Regions from separate parts of the Mus musculus genome. Here region 2 is linked to region 1. The links are chromatin contacts, called in public Hi-C maps. All regions are on one chromosome and are shown on one strand. Each heading gives the region's core, a stretch centred on a gene start, on an enhancer-like site or on the middle of the called end of the contact. The rest is flanking DNA. Distances are from core to core; before and after follow the strand shown.

The links. A called contact is a pair of places that touch in the nucleus more often than the background predicts.
Region 2: a contact with region 1 is called in a Hi-C map of Th1 cells, with 2.6 times the contacts expected there. The contact joins two enhancer-like sites. A contact is called at or near these places in 2 of 15 datasets of contacts at CTCF or cohesin (embryonic stem cells and stem cell-derived epiblast-like cells), 2 of 484 Hi-C or Micro-C datasets (Th1 cells and bone marrow-derived macrophages), 2 of 115 datasets of contacts at active chromatin or transcription factors (CD8 T cells and Th17 cells) and 1 of 9 other capture datasets (embryonic stem cells).

The regions. Positions count from the first base shown.
Region 1 is chr1:40,052,042-40,056,303 of GRCm38.p6, forward strand. No RefSeq gene overlaps it. Among named protein-coding and RNA genes, the nearest start is that of Il1r2, 31 kb to the right of the region's middle. Within about 2 kb of position 2,025, at least 22 of the 459 cell types and tissues checked have an H3K27ac peak or open chromatin away from gene starts, as enhancers often do. A contact at or near this core is called in CD8 T cells, Th1 cells and Th17 cells, where this site is marked.
Region 2 is chr1:40,378,294-40,382,526 of GRCm38.p6, forward strand. No RefSeq gene overlaps it. Among named protein-coding and RNA genes, the nearest start is that of Il1rl2, 56 kb to the left of the region's middle. Within about 2 kb of position 1,983, at least 37 of the 459 cell types and tissues checked have an H3K27ac peak or open chromatin away from gene starts, as enhancers often do. A contact at or near this core is called in CD8 T cells, Th1 cells and Th17 cells, where this site is marked.

The DNA.
Region 1 (4,262 bases), core at 775-3,274:
GCTCCGTGGGTGGGTAAAAGTGCTCTATGCAAGTATAAAGACTGGGGTTTGAATCTCCAGCTCCCACATGAAAGCTGGGTGTGGGGACACCCCAGCAAGGGGGCTGGGGAAGGGCAGAGACATCTGGCTCCCGGGAGCTTGAGGTAAGGCAAGTGAGAAACCTCTCTAGGTACAGTGGTTCGAATGAGAATGATCTCCATCATCTCAGGCCTTTGAACACTTGATTGGCAGTAGTAGGTGCTATTTGCTGAGGTTAAAGAGGCGTGGCCTTGCTGGAGGAAGGTTGTCACTGCTGGAGAGGGCTCCAAGGTTAGGAGGTTAAAGCCTTGAGCCATTTCCAATGTGCCCTCTCTGCTTTGTGCTTGTATTTGTGGACGTGAGCTTCGAGTTTCCTGTTTCCGCCACCGCCTGTCACACTTAGCCCGCAGTGACCTCTTTATCCCTTTGGGATCATAAACCCTTCTCCTAGTTGCCTTGGTTACAGGGTTCCATCACATCAATAGAAAAGTAACCAGTGTACAGGAGGACAAGGAGGCAGGTGACCAGGTGACAGTGGAAGATACTCAGTATCTTCCTCTGGCCTCTGAATGGGTGTCATGGGCACATACATACACACCCCCACACACATACACCCCTACCAAGTAATACAGTACAAATGTTTTTTGAGACAGGGTTTCTCTGTGTAGCCTTGGCTGTCCTGGACTTCACTATGTAGACCAGGCTGGCCTCTGCTTCCCAAGTGCTGGGATTAAAGGCATGTGCCACCACCGCCTGGCGTACAGTACAAATGTTAAAGTAGAAGAGAGCTATGGCTACTGGGACTGGGGTAATCACATGGAGAGGTGTTGCTACAATCTTAAAAGCATCAACTTCAGTTAGGGTATTCCTCTAGTTAGAAGGAATGATATGTCTTCTGTATACAAAGTGACCATGGCTAACAACAATGTATGGTGTCTTTGAAAACAGAGAGAAAATGAAGTGTTCTCAAGTGTTCTCACCAGGAGCCACAGGCAAGTAACATGAGGTGATTCATATGTTAAGTCGTTCAGTAGGGTGGCTGCCCACAATGTGTACATATTTTAGAATTCCCTGTTCTTCACTCTTTGCTTATTTCAAACCTTCGGCTCTACCCAACTACTAATTTACTTGATGTCCCTGTAGATTTGCCAAATACAGACAGCTCGTGGATTTTTAATTCTTGTCCCACTAGGGGCCTCTGCATGTCTGGCTTCTTTCACTTGGCAGAAGATTTTCAGAGTATAATTGTGTTGCTATGATTCATATCCTGACAAAAACAACTGAGCAGAGCAAGGATTTATTTTACTTACCATTCTAGGTTACAGTCCATCGTTTTGGAGAAGTCAAGGCCGGAACTTAAGCAGTTAGTCATATCACATCCATGGTCAAGAGCTAAGAGAGAATAAACCTATGCTCTGTTGCTTTCTTCTGCTGCTCAGCTTTTCCAGGCCTATTGCAGCCTTCAGTGTCAGCCTCAGACTGTGGCAAGAGGAGGCTCTCCCTAGACCTGCCACCCTTTGCTCCCAAGAGCCTCCTCACAAGGCAAGGAATCTTCAGGTGAAGAAGTCAGGCCAGCCATGTCCCGTATCCTTCTTTCTAGGCTGCAACCCAGCACCAGCACCCCAAACTTTGGGTCATGCCACCTCTACTCTTCTCCTAGGCCTGTAATCTTCCCTAGGTCTGTCCTCTGAGTATGGACTTCACACTTCACTTCCCATGAGCCTCTTGGTCTGATGGGTATATTTATTTGAAGATGAAGGTAGGGCCGGCCAGAGTGGAGAGAGCTGCTTATTGGGTGGACTAGGTGACATTTGTGCACTTGAGTTTCCTGGTAATGCCAGACAGAGTCTGAGAGAAAATAGATCATGGACAAGCTGGTTGAACTTCTCAGCAGAGACAGATCTACGAGAATCTCTCTCCTCCCCCTCTCTTCTCTACTGCATCTCTCAAGTCTACATTCATATCTGTATAAAGAAAGATTTATGATGAAGAGCTGACTCATTTTTATAGAAGCTGAGCCATCCATGACATCCTGTTTGCAAGCTTTAGACCCAGAAACTCCTGCTGGTGTAGGATATGCTCCCCCCCCCCAAGTTAAAAGGCTCATGGTATAGATTCCAGCCCAAGTCTAAAGGCCTGAGAACCAGAGAGCTCCATGCACCAACCCAGCAACCAGCAGGGTTTGTCACCCATCCCAGTCAGTCCATTCTGCAGGTTTGTGTATGTACAGCCACACTAGGATCTTTTCTCAGCCTCCCAAAGGCTGATCTCTAGGAAGCTCCCTCTGGACACTGCCAGAGATAGTGTTAAAGCAGCTGATTGGTGTGTCATGGCCATTCCCACCGCTGGACACCAGGTTAACCATCACACTAGAGCCTTTACAACCCTCCACGTGGAACCTCAAGCCCCGTCCTCTCACCAGGGTGCCATTGTGAAGCAGAGTGGTACAGATGGTCCCTGACTTCTGATGAAATCAACCCACAACTGTCAACTTTATTGTGGGTTGAAAATGTTATTCACTGGACAGAAACTTTGATCTTTTCTCTGTAGTCCATAACTTATGGGATCCATTTGCCTTCCGGAGAGCTTCATTTTGTGACCCTGGTTGGTTATATCCCAAGCTTACTTCACAGCCTCTCTCATGATGCTGAATACGAGCAGTGAGCTTCAACTCCAAGCCAGCGCTGTAGACTCCAGAGTGAATAGGAGAGAACCTGAGCTAGCTGAGTTGCTACCCTGTGGGGATCAGGATGCTGGGTACTGTAGGACCGTGAAAGGCAGCCTGTTTTCTGGTTGAGCTAGGTTAAAATCCTGGAGACCCAGTAGATAACTCCGCAAGGAACGGAAGGAAGTCTGCCACGGTCTCAGACACCAGGCTCCTGATACAAGGCCCAGCTCCATAATTCTGTGGCCATCAATCATGTACCCCTGTATTCTGTCTGAACTCCACCCCCACAGTCACCTGGCAATAGCCAGGTAGGCATGGCCCACTATAAAAGGGGCTGTTTGCCCCCCTCCTCCCTCTCTTACTCTTACTCTTACTCTCTACTCTTGCCTTTCTCTCTTGCCCTCTTGCTACCCCCCCACCCCGGCATTTCCTTCTTCCCTCTCTCTACATGGCCATGACCGACCCCTACTTCTCTACTCTCTCCCTCTCTCTGCCTTTCTACAATAAAGGCCTTAAAGCCATGGACTTCCTCTTCTCACCGAAACCTGCTGTGCTGGAGCAGTGGAGCAGGTCTTCCTCTTAAAGAGACGCGCATCTAATCTCCTGTGGGAGGCCTCCCTGTGCTCCCAGACATGGTCTCCACCAAGCCAAGCCTCCTGCCTGAACAAACCAAGGACTCTCATCCCCGAGAGAACCAGCCGGGAGCTCTCCTTCTGCCCTTTTTCCTTCGACCCCGGGCTAGAGTCAGCCTGTGGCTCCCCCTGCTCATTCTCAGCTCTTCCGCTACATCCAGAGATGTCTGCGGTGTCCGAGAGTGAGAACCTGCCATCCCTCCATGCGGCCCCGGGGACTCCAGAACCCGCTCTTCCGTGGCACCCAGAGACGTATGTGGTGCCCAAGAGTCTGAGCCAACTTTGGTAGTTCCTTGGGCATCTCAGACTGCGCTTCCCCACCCCTGTTGCTTCTCACAGCCTGACGCCCAGCCTGGCAGCGATGTGGAGTGTGCGCAAACTTCTCCTATCTGCCTCCATGAGCGGTCCTAACCCTGTGTCGGATTGGTGCATTTTAATCCATAGGGTGCCTTAATCACATAGACTTATAACTTTTCCAACTTGCCATACAATGGGCTTTATGGCAATCCAATGGTAAGCCAAGGCACATATGTTCATAGTGCGGGACTGTTTGTGCATGATTCCTATCTTAACCACAGCTACACAGTCTCCATTGGGCCCTGCAGTCTGAGGCAAGGGCCTCTCTGTCATCATGGGTGTTTTTTCTTTGCAGCGTTCTTGAGTCAAGACTTTTATTTACTAGGTCATGTAATTCCCCTATATCTATTGCTGGGGAATGAATGATTTTGAAACCAAATGACTCAAAATAAAGATTTTGATGATCTCTTGTGATTTCATGGGACATCTGGGTGCTTCATCACCTCTGGGTTGGCTCAGCGGTTGGCAGTCGTCCATTCACAGTGTGGCAGAGTAGTGCTGTCTGGGGGTGCATCCTGTCTCCACAATGTATCTCGCTCAGTATGGCACTGTTTTATCAGCAGACGTGACTAGACAGTGGCTGTGGT
Region 2 (4,233 bases), core at 733-3,232, 330 kb after region 1:
GTAATTATAACTGAATATAAAATTATTAAATTAGGAAAATGAATAAAAAGATAAAAAAGATTTAACCCCTTCATCAGCATTATAATTAATATCATTCTGAAGAAAATAAAAATGAAGCCGCTTAGGAATTGGGGTGATTCTTCAAAAGTTGTACGGCTACTTCTGGCCATGGGCAGTACTTGCATTCTCTCTTAACTAATCCCACAAGCAAGATGGTGTGCAGAGGCTAGACTCCGAGTTTGAGCCAACACACCAGCATCAACCACCCATGAGGACCATGGAAAAGAGCAGTTTGTAAGCTGGTACAAAATGCATGGGGGAAATACACATTTTATTTTGAACTCAGTATATCCATACAAATGCAAGACCTAAAAACATAGGATCTGAGACCTCTGTTTATTTTGTTTTAGAAACTTTGCTTTAATGAACCACATCTACTTTTGTTATTTGTTAACCTTTTAGTTACCTGATAACTTCGTTTACAGTGACCATAATTTCCTGCCCCTGTAAAAGGATGACATCAAGAAGAAAAGAAAGCAGTTTGTGGGCAAAGAGCCCTGAGAAAGAAAAAGCCAGGAGACTAGGGAGAAAATCATGCCTTAATTTGCCAAAGTAGAGCAAAGACTCCATTTGGCATTTCCCCGTGGCGCTGTGGCACCCTCTAGTGGCGATATTAAGAATGACGCTTCTCCTAGGGCAACGGAGTCCTTCGCAGGGCACCACTTTTAGAAGGTTCTCGAACTTCAGGCTAAGAATGTGCTTCTTCCCCTTAGTCTGGATTGTGCAGGTGGGTCACTGCTTCTAAGATGAGCTGGATTCCTCCTCAGGCAAACCACACTGCCTATGTTAAAGCATACCACAGTCACGATTCCTTGTAAGAAAATGTGCTAGTGAGGCCTCCATGAAGTCCCGCATGTTGCTGTCACAGATGAGGTAGTCTTTGTGTAAGACACTTGGGACCATATCTATTCAAGCCTTCTGATCTTTGGGGGGTGGGCCTTGAACTACTTAAATATGCATAATGAGATACCTTGGGGCTGGGTCCCACCAAGTCTGATAACGATTTTTATTTACATTTGATATGCTTCATACACGCAACCTCCAGGTAATTTAGTGTCCGTGTTCAGTTCTTTCTGATTTCACATTGCACGAGGGCAGGCTGGCTTTTCTGTCAGAGGTAATGTTGTGTCTGTGGAAAAATGCTGTCTATTTGAGAGCACGTTGTACACTTTTTAAAAAAGACTAGTGACTCAGCCTGTAACTGTAATAATTATTAGCCCGACTACACTAATATTATTTTTACAGCAATTGGCACCAGCAATTATGGTATCTGATGTTTACTGGTAGGTACAATGGATCAGGCAGGAGCTCCAAAAACAACAGCGGTCACCGATTGGCTGATTCAAATGTGGCCTCCCTCTGTCAGGGCCAGCAGCACCTCTGTGGTTTTGGTAGAGGGGCCCAGTGGTGGTCTGACTCCCTAACCCATGAACGATGAGCATGGGAAAGATCTGCACTATGGGCCACATTGTGTTTTCCGGCGAGCTGTTGGCTTCAGCTAAAGTGTTCCTTTGCAGGGATGCTAAACCTTTTTGAGTGAGTCTCCCCCTTGGTGTTAAGAACAATGTCACCTGGTGAAATAGGGTTGAGAGGGAGCACAGGGAGTATGTTGGGGTCCCTGGACACCTGTGGCACAGGTTGTTGTTGGTTTACCCAGGGCTGGGGCTCCTGCGTTGCCAAGGATAAAAATTAGGTAGTGGAGCACAAGTGTCACGACCTCTGCCCCCGAAGTTCTTGTGGGCATCAGCCATGTTGTAAATTTGCATCTCAGTTTGGGGTTATGTACAAGTTTAATGTCAGTGCCAAATCCGACGCTTTAAAACCCCAGCAAAAGTGCAGCTGGTGGATTCCAAACACAACCTTTCCACATTGCACAGGGTTGTTTCTTCTGTCCTGCAGGGGGCACCCTCGTGCTTTTCCTTCTGAGTAGAATCTGTTTAGAACTAGAAGGTTAGCTTATATAATACTGGAAGGGGCTATGCACATTGCTGGAGGCAGTGGAAGAATCATTAGTCTTACTGAACTGTGAAAATCATGACCTACAGGATGCAGAGTGGAGCCTCACCGCACATGGTGTCAGCCCTGTCTCTCAGATACTCTTAGCTGCGGCTCTGGTTCACTGCCAAGGATATCACGTGGATTTTGGTAACACCTTCATGCCCTTTGACAAATTGGAATCTGCCCAGAGCTCTGACTGAGGTGGTCCTGTGAGAAATGTATCTATGCTTAGTTTGACATGCTGTGGGTAAGCCTCCCATGGTTACAGAGGAAACACCTCCGATCCTAACTGTGTTCTCCAGAGAGAAACATTTTTAGGGTACAGGTAGAGCGAGCCAGTAGTCAAGAGTTCTTTTGAACAGTCAAGAAAGTGGAGATTCACCTTCCAGAATGGAGAGTGCGCCAAACCGCGGTTGTGCCAAGCAGCTACCTCTAGGATCTGGACTCATAATTTTTATTCAACTGTCTCTCTTCCCTTTCCCACCTCTGAGGTGGTCTCGGGGTGGTATCCCCCTTGGAACAGAAAGAGGTTTTCTTAGGTTCAATCTTTTTTCACCATTCAGTCTGTTACAAGTAGGTTCACTGGATAAAATTCGATGCGTAAAGATGTAACAGCAAGGAGAGCTGAGATGTTTGCTAGGGCAACGGGCTTTCTAGGAGGCAGCCTGAACCAACTTTGCTGTTTTCTCAGAATCCCGTGCTTTCTCTTCACTAGTTAGCTTGGCTGGCTCATACCCAGCTGTGAGCCCTCTTATTTACCTTCCCCAGTGTCTCTGGCCTTGCTCCTTAACCCTGACGTTCTTTCTCTTTAACTGCATCAGCGCAGCATTCTGCGGTCCCCGAGGTTCTGCGTACCGGAAGTTCCTGACCCAGCTTCCTGCAGTGGTCTCAGATACACCAGTCTGCTCAAGATCCTTTTCCATCCTCTTTCAGAAACTAGAAGATTTTACGCCCAGGTATGAGCAGCAGCCTATGTGCATCTCCAGGCCTCCAGGAAGCACCCTGCCCCTCTCAGGGATGAGCAATCGCCTATGCCCGTGTCTGCCACCAGACAGCAACCCTTTTTTTTTGTAGCTCATTGTTGTCTATTTTGGAGGCACAGTGTCTGAAACTGGCCAGATGAGCTGAATCAAGGCAGGGTTACCCAGTTCCTCGTTCTTCCTGACACTCAGTTCTAGGAAAATTTCTCTTAGCATCCTTCTTCCTCATTTGCCTGGTTGGGTGAGGAAGAGATGTTCTTTCTCGAATTAAACAGCGGTGAAGGAAAACCCTCGGTCTCCTCAGATGAGTTATGATTGGCCGTTGGCCTATGAAGCTGGTGGCCATCATTGGGTGGGCTCTGTTCTTATGGAAGGCCATCGACCTACCTCAGCTAGAGCTTCCATTTCAGCCCTGTTGAAAATCTGGGACAAGAGGCAGCACAACGTTGATGTTATCTTTGGGCCCCCACCCTTCACATGGGAATGGTCAGAAGATTTGAGGTAGCCATGGTATAGGAGTTAGGTGCCTGTGTCCACTGCCCCTCCCAGCTCGGTCTCCGGAGATAGGGCTGGGAGGCTCCCCCGACCCCCACCCCGTAGTTAATTTCATTCTGACTTAATACACGCAGGAATAGATTTTGGTACAATATTCATCTTTCTATGTAGCCATTGTATATGGTTTTCCACTCGAACAAGATATTTGTAAAAAAAAAAAAAGTCGCATTAAGTTAGGTTGCTATAAGTGCAGTTGATTTAAGATATGAAATAACACAGAAGCGACTTTTTAAAATATTTATTTATGGGTCTGTAAGTGTGTCTGCTTGTCTCTAGATACACCACCCATGTGCAAGTGCCTGCAGAGGCCAGGGAGAGAGAGCCAGATACTCTGAAAGGGTTGTCGATGGCCATGAGCCATCCAGTGTGAACGGAGGCACAGGAGGTATGATGCAGATGCTTCATGTAGCACAGAACATCTGCAGCCTCACTAGGAAATGCAGCCTAGACTCAGACTCTTCATGGTTCTACACCAGAGGCACAGATCACTGGGTTTGGGATTACAGGAGACAAGGAAATGACAGAGGACAACAGTCCAGAGGTTTGCATATGTGGGGTACATCCCTGGGAGAGTGGCTACCTCTAGTATACCTGGGTTTCGTTCAATCAAGGGGCCATAATCAGAAAGCCCCCATTATAT